2 separate regions of the Sus scrofa genome follow, and region 1 is linked to region 2. The links are chromatin contacts, called in public Hi-C maps. All regions are on one chromosome and are shown on one strand. Each heading gives the region's core, a stretch centred on a gene start, on an enhancer-like site or on the middle of the called end of the contact. The rest is flanking DNA. Distances are from core to core; before and after follow the strand shown.

Region 1 (3,820 bases), core at 835-3,334, 190 kb before region 2:
TCCTCTAGGAATTTAGCACCTTTTGGTTGTTGGTATAATTGAAAAAGTTCTTCCAAGTTTCGCATCTGTGTGCATGCTTTATAGCGCTAAATTCATGTCATTTACAAAGTATTTGCTGGGATTTTTTTCCTGGTCCTAGGAGATCCTGTAATTTGGCTGTAACTCCTGCTTTTTATTACTTGGTGCCACTTGGATTCATGTCTTTCCTAATTACTGTAGCTCCTCCAGCGGACCCCTCTTAGCACGTGCTTGGTAAGACTGCCGTCTTCAGAGTTGAGGGTGTCTGTTCACCATAGTATTGCCAGAGTGCCCACGACTATAATTTAGACGTCTCTTTGAAAGAGAGCTCATTGGAGTCAATCTCACCATTTCCTTAGCTGGCAAGTGGGTCGTAGCAGAAGCTGCTCTCCTCCCTACATCAGAAGCTTTCTACTGTCACATAAGGCTAGCGTTTGCATACTGGCTTTTCCACTGTGGGAGCTCTGGCTGCTGTGCGTTCATTTAAAAGATAGTCCACTTTCTTTGTTGCTGCTGCTTGCTACCTACTGACCTACAGCTAGAGGCTCCTCCTGCTGCAGTTGATCTAATTGCAGGACAGGGCACCTTCCTTTATGCCATCAATGTCTTTACTTTTTATATGATTTTTGTATTGTTAGTGAATTGGGTTTGGAAGTGTCCATGACTCAAAGAAACCCTGCTGTGAATCCTCTTATCATCCCTCTTTTGGGTAGGTCCTCTTGATGAATTTTATGTTTAGAAAGATAATTATTAAGTGATATCACTTAGTGTGGGTTTATACAAACCCATCCATGGTACTGTTGAATCTCTGAAGAACTGCATGGCTTTTTTTGAGTCAAACGTCCCCATAGTACAGCTGAAGCCCAGTAAAACTCAGAGATTGTTGGCTTCTTAGAGATGACGAAACTGCTTGATTCCAGAGCTGCATCTCTAGAATTCCAGATCCTGAGCTTTTTCTACTAGCTAAACTGGCTTACAAGTTCAAAGAAACCCTAAGGGGGGGAACTCTGGAAATTCATGGTGAATTAGGACAATCAGCACTTCATTTAAATACCTCGGCAATGCAATACTTTGGGGGAAACATGATGCTTAAGTACTTAAAATGTTATTTACTTTCATTATAAACAAAGGGAGTGACAAATCTTCTTGTAAAATATTTCTAATAGTCTTTATTCTTCGGGGTACTTCTACAACTTAACGATGATAGTCTGACAATATTGCTGGTGGTGGTTCTTTTGATATTATTCTTAGGTAAGACTGAAGAGGAACTTGGGCTGGAACATTGTGCAGCCATTACCTCAGATGGCTCTAGGCAAGTCAGAGGCCATATCTTTCCTAGGGTAAAAGGGCTGGCCCGTTACTACTGCTAGTTGGTGTGTACAACATGTGTTAGAAGAAGTAATTATTTTTAGCCGACTGACTATGACCAAGATTAATAGCTCTTGAAAGGACTATAATGAAAGGCTGCCCCAACTGGCTTCTACATTATTCTTTATTTATCCTGCTCTCATCCCTGTCACCTTTGGGCATCAGCCAAATGTCATTTGTGTGAAATTTGCCCCTTGGATGTGAAAGGCCTCTCATTCTTGACGATGGGAGGTGATTGTGCTGCGAGGCTGAGGAATTGGGACAGTTGATATGACCCAGGAGAGAAACTTCCAGGTCTGTGGGGGTCACAGGAACAAGGACACTCACTCCTGGGGGAGAAAAGGACCTGAGATTATTCAGCTCTCTGATCCAGATCATTGAGGTGTACTCAAGAGATTATAGGGAGTAGTTCCAGGGCTTCGTTGTCAAGTCCATGTATTTCTGTGGCTCTTCTGTTGGGAGCATTTGCAAGTTCCTTACTCTGAAGATTTTTTTTTTTGGCCTGACATTGTCAACTATTTCTAGTTTTATAAAACTAGGAAATCTCTTTGTAGTCATGACTGCACTTTAACTCCCAAAGCCCTTCTTTTCAGGGCCATTAGCCACCCAGAATAGACAGAACAGACTTTCCCAGCCCCCTCTGCAGTTAGGTGTGACTGGGTGACTAAGAGGCTGTCACCTGTGGTAGTTTCTGGGATGTTTCCTTAAGAGAAAGCTGGTGTGTGCCCTTTGCCCTTTTCCTCTCAGGGCTTTTATCCTGCTGCCTGGAGTGGAAATGCTGCATTTGGATCTTGAGAGTGAGGGCCAGTCCTTAGGGGGAGCAAGAGAGGTGAGCTGGAAGGGGCTTGAGTCTCTGAGGACAGCCCGCGAACCCCCCTACCAGCCTGGTGAAGCCACTGCCATTTTGGATTTTCTGTCCCTTGCAGCCTAACCTAATCCTAGATAATACAGTTTCTACACAGTGCGGAAGAGGAAAGTCAGTCCCAAGCCCGTAGATTTCCTTCTGTCATCCTGAGTATTAATGTCAGAATTCCAACAGATCCCTCACTCTTCTTTCTTTCAACTCCTACAAATTAAAACAACCTACGACAATGATAATGTTAACTTACTTAAGAACTAAAGACAGGAGAGATCCATTAGTATGAAAGATATATGAGAGATAGGTTCATACAAAGGCTGGAACAGAATGTAGCTAATTCAGGAAAATGATAATGAGGGCTGATCTTAAGGACCTTTTGTAAGAGTCCTATCAGGGAGCCCTCACCACTTTGCAGTGTTGGTGGCAGCAACAGCTTTTGTTTTTTTAGATTGTTAGGGCTGCAACTTCACCTGCTTTCTTAAGGGCTTGGGGAGATTTTCAAGATTTCAGGTGGCCAATGTCAAGTCTCATTGTTGCTTTCAGTTCCCTTGTCTGAGACCGCTGTTTATATTTTGCCTGACACATTGGTTTTAGGCCATAATATTTGCATGTAGCCATCCTTCCTCTAACATTACCTATATCAGATAACATGCACTAGATTTGCTATCGTGGGTCATAAATGATTATTAATACAACCCTTAAAAAAGAGATGCTGTAATCATTTTTTTTCACGATTTTTAAAAAACTTTTGGAGGAGAAAAAAACCGCAGCTATTTGGTTCACTTGTTCTCATTACCATTTGCAAAGTGAACCCAGAGAGAGGTTTTCTGTGCCATGTTTTTCCTTGCTGTTTCTTGCCTTTTCATTTGAAGAATAGCAGGATCTTGTCTTTTGTTCACTCAAGTAAAAGTCCATCCAGCTGGAAAACAGAACAGTGCGCTCTTTGTGTGCTCAGAGCATTTGAATGCTTTTGGTCACACACTAGTTGCTGTTTAACTACAATAAAATTGTGACCAAAGGAGATAAACATTTAAAGGATAAATGACAGGGTTGTTAATCCAAAAGCGAGTTTTGTCGCATTGTTGTTTTTAGCTAATAGGTATATAGCCAGCAGTCACGGGGAGGAGTTGTAAGTCTGAAACTGAGTCAAACCTGTTTTCCAACAAGTTTAAAAAAAAAAAATGATGTCACTGGATATTTGTAATGGATGATCATTTTGGGTTGCGAAAGTTATTTGAACACGGCTAAACTGTCTTGGGAAACTTCTAAGAGTTTTCCTGATATGCTTCAAAGCTTGGTCATGTCATTCATCTATGTACTATATTAAAAATATGCATTCATATTTAATATGACATGTTAAGATATAAAATTATACCAAATATGTTATCTAAGGAAAGAGACTTTAGGGCTTTTATAAGTCTATGAATTCAAAACTTGCTCTGTCTTTACCCCTATAAAGCATGATCTCTCTGCCTTTTGGTAGAGGGAAATATTTTGAAAATTTCCCTTCCCTCTAGGAATTCAAAGCACAAACCTCTGTTCCTTTCTCTCGGGCCTCTCTCGCCCTCCCCTCGC
Region 2 (3,625 bases), core at 106-2,605:
AATCGCTAAACAACCCTATTTAAAATGTGTGTCTATCCGAAGTAGATTTGCTTCAGGGGTTCTGTCCTTAGGTTATCTGTTGAGGGGTCGATCATCGCCCTGGGTGTAGACAGGTCAACCTTAAGGGGACTTCCCCACCCCCTGCCCAACGGAGGCCAATAGCCCCATAAAAGTTTTCTTCTCCCCTGGCTTCAGCTGGGCTGGCATTTCTGACAGCCGTGTAAACAGATGCCAGCATTGTTGCTAATGACAGGTGATTATAAGAGGCATGGGGGCCAAGGTAATTAAACCATGGTTTGACAGGAACATTTGGCAATGGAATATTTCAGCATTAGAAATATCGTTGTGATGGGCCTGCCCCCACTTGGTCTGGTGAATGGAATTCATTTTTGTTTTTCAGAGCGTGGCGCTTTGAGGTCTGAAGCTGTCCTGTGTGAATTTTTCGTGGTTCATTGTAGGGCTCCAGAAATGGTTACTGTTGGGCTGTGCAAGGAGGAGGCAGAATCTAAGACTCTAGCTGGAGGTTGGCTCTAGAACAGCAGAGGGAACAGGGTGTGGGACGCTGCTGCTGGGATTGCATGTGACATATTATTGGGCCCAATTTGATAGCAGTAATGCCTTTGGAGAGAAACGTGAATGCTTTTTATTGCCATGGTCATTTCAGCCTTTCTCCCCATTGCCAGGATTTAGCTGGTGTTGCTTCCAGAGAGCAATAGATAGCTTCTTCCATTCTCATGTCCCCCTCAATTCCACTCCTGGGGGTAGGAGAAAAAATCTGGAGTCACCACTAACCTGTTGCTACAAGGAATGATAGTAGAAACATTCATCAAGATATGACGTTTGTTCATCTATTTATTAGATACATGTAACTGTTGAAAAAAAAACACCCCACTACCTACTTTTTGTTGTCTGGATGATGAGCAATGCCTTCTGGAGAGATGCTGAAACACTTCCTTCTGCTAACTGCTCATGGCTTCTAGCTTATGATTCTATGTTTGAGGAACTCTTCTATTAGCTAAATAGCAGATCTTCATAGACTTAATATTTACAGGGTTCACTATCGGACAGGCTATATGAGTCCTATTTATAGTAAGTGTAGCAGCACAGTTTTTTTCCTAATAAACAACAGCCAGCCTTTACTATTTATTACGGTCCTGGCACTCGTCTAAAATGGGAACTTTCCCCAAGCAAGGTAGTTCATCCCTTTGCTGCAAAACGAGCTTTCTTAATCCTCTTGGTGTAGCTCGTACCTGGCTATTTGAAGAGATCAGTGAAGCAGACCATTCAGAGACGGCCCGCTCCCTGGCAGGAGAGCGCTTTCTTTTCCTCGGCCGGTTTTGATTTTCTCCAGGGAGGAGGAGAGGAGGAGAGGAGCTGGTGAGTGCAGTTTGGTTTATGCCAGAGGAGAGCTGAGTGCTTGTGACTTTGCGGGCTTGCCCCCTCCAGCGTGGAGAGCTCGCGGCCAGCTTTTACATTCTGCTTCAGGCTGCAGTCAGTTTCTAAGCAGAGGCTTTTTTAAAGCTTTGTCAGATAGGTTAAAAGGTGTCCCACCTCCGGTGTATTAAAAGAGAGCGAGAGATTAAACTCACTAAGCCTGCCATGTTCCCTGTAAAATATCAAGTCAAAATGATTTTTAAATCCAAAGTTACTAGGCTTAGGGGGTGCGACCTTTAGTGAAAGCAGCCTCCTGAACCGGGAAGGAAAGATCTGTGCAAACGACAATTGGCCCACAGGCTGGTGGCCTCGGGAAAGCCGCTGAAGCCAAAGTGAAATGTCTTGTTTCTCTGCCTTCTGGCCCGCAGAGCACCAACCCCAAGTAAACAGCCAGCCCACCGCCTAGGCCTCTGGATCCACCACGGAGTTCCAGGGAGCAAAGCCTGGGCGGAGGTCCTGGGAGTTCGAGATGAATAAGGCAGGGTCTCTGCCCTCAGGAGGCTTGGCATCAGATGAATATCACTGCCAGAAATAACTCATCAAACTCCTACGAAAACGTCCGAGTGCTTTACGCATATCAGTAACCTGTTTCAGCCTGAGTGAAAAATAGTACTAGCTAGTTCTTACTGAGGGCTTCTCTGTGCCTGGCACGAAATTTTTTTTAACTCCTTTCCGTGAATTAGTGCAACTCTTACAATGGTCAGTATTTTTTTTCTGCGTCTCTAATTTTAGTGAGGGCAAATCAAGGCAATACGATGTCAAGCAACTTTCCCAGGGTCACAGGGCTGGCAGAGAGAGGAGCTGGGACGCCAGGTCCCCAAGCCCAAGCCCGGGGCCAGTGTTCTCAGAATCAGCATCAGGATCACCTTGCAAGCATGTAAAACACAGATTGCAAGCCCTTTCCGGGTGGGGCCTGAGCATTGGCGTTTCTAACAAGCTCTCAGATGATGCTGGTGCCCACGGCTCTCTGCCAAGTGGAAGAGCACACGGGAAACCAGCAAAGGAAAATGAGATATTGTATTACTAATGTAAACAGACTGCCTGGAGAATACCCATATTGTTGTTCCAGCATCATTATTGTCATTAAAGCAGGGACTCACTGAGTGTTTGCTCTTTACTGGCGGTGTCTTGAAACCATGTACGCGCACTGTAGCTGTTACTAGGGGCTCTCTTGCTGAATCCTCACAACAACCCTGTGAGATAGACTGCCGTTAGCCCCATCCCACAGCTGAGGAAACTGAGGCACAATGTACACACTTGCTTAAATGCCAGAAGGAGGAGTCAGAGTCCCCCAGTGTCATTTCAGCGCCCAAGCTCTTAACCACAAGAGGGTGATGAGCATCTGAGGGGTGTGAGCCATCGCCATAGAGCAGGTAGCCTGAGAGCTGGGGGGAGGGGGAAGCAGGAGGTGGGGGGTGAATAGGGGGTGCTCGAAGGGGGAGGGAGTGGGGGAAAAGACTTCCCAAATGGAACGGCAACGTGCAGAGGCCGGGCCTAACAGCACAAAGTGTGATAAGGCGGGAGTAACACGGAGATTTCTGTGTCAACTGCATGGGAAGAAATGCAACACGGCAAGGCTGGAAAAGCAGGTTGGAGGCCTTGAAAACCAGGAGTCGATGGCACTCCAGAGTGAACCGGGAGCTGCAGAGCCCTCGTCAGGGGTACCCTCGTCCTCAGAACCCATCCCGAGATTCCAGACAGAGCGATGGAGCCATTCTTTGTTCAACCTGCTGCCCGGCCTCCCCTCAGAGCATGAATAGTGTCACAATACCTTCCGAGAAGAGTTGGATTTCGAAGGTTAGCGACCCCTCGACAGTGGTTCCTGCCCGCCAAGGGACAAGTGACTTTTTACACCAGCCACGTCAGAGACAAACGGGCGCACGTGTGCACGGCTGTGAGTGTGCCGCTGTGCAAATCCACATGGCGCACTCCGCAGACGCCTGCCGTGGCACCGGTGCGGTGGTTTGGTCGGAGCTGCCAACTTGTTTTATTTCTGATCTCGCCTGGCAGCCCCCGAAGGAGGGGAAAGTATGAATTTTTATCTCCCATTGACTCGACTTTCATTATATTGTGCTTACAGACCCGGTGTCAGCGCATAAAATGTTAAACATCACTGGTCTGAGAAAGAGGCTCCCATTGTCTTGGCTCTGGGGCTGAGGGAATCGCGCTGGCCTTGCCGTAGTGGTTCTGT

Evidence for each region. A called contact is a pair of places that touch in the nucleus more often than the background predicts.
Region 1: a contact with region 2 is called in a Hi-C map of skeletal muscle, with 5 times the contacts expected there. The contact joins two enhancer-like sites. A contact is called at or near these places in 1 of 47 Hi-C or Micro-C datasets (skeletal muscle) and 1 of 2 datasets of contacts at active chromatin or transcription factors (skeletal muscle).

What each region holds. Positions count from the first base shown.
Region 1 is chr6:31,512,390-31,516,209 of Sscrofa11.1, reverse strand. The region is part of intron 1 of FTO (fat mass and obesity associated); the gene reads left to right. Among named protein-coding and RNA genes, the nearest start is that of FTO, 50 kb to the left of the region's middle. Within about 2 kb of position 2,084, at least 25 of the 83 cell types and tissues checked have an H3K27ac peak or open chromatin away from gene starts, as enhancers often do. A contact at or near this core is called in skeletal muscle, where this site is marked.
Region 2 is chr6:31,317,436-31,321,060 of Sscrofa11.1, reverse strand. The region is part of intron 8 of FTO (fat mass and obesity associated); the gene reads left to right. Among named protein-coding and RNA genes, the nearest start is that of FTO, 250 kb to the left of the region's middle. Within about 2 kb of position 1,355, at least 2 of the 83 cell types and tissues checked have an H3K27ac peak or open chromatin away from gene starts, as enhancers often do. A contact at or near this core is called in skeletal muscle, where this site is marked.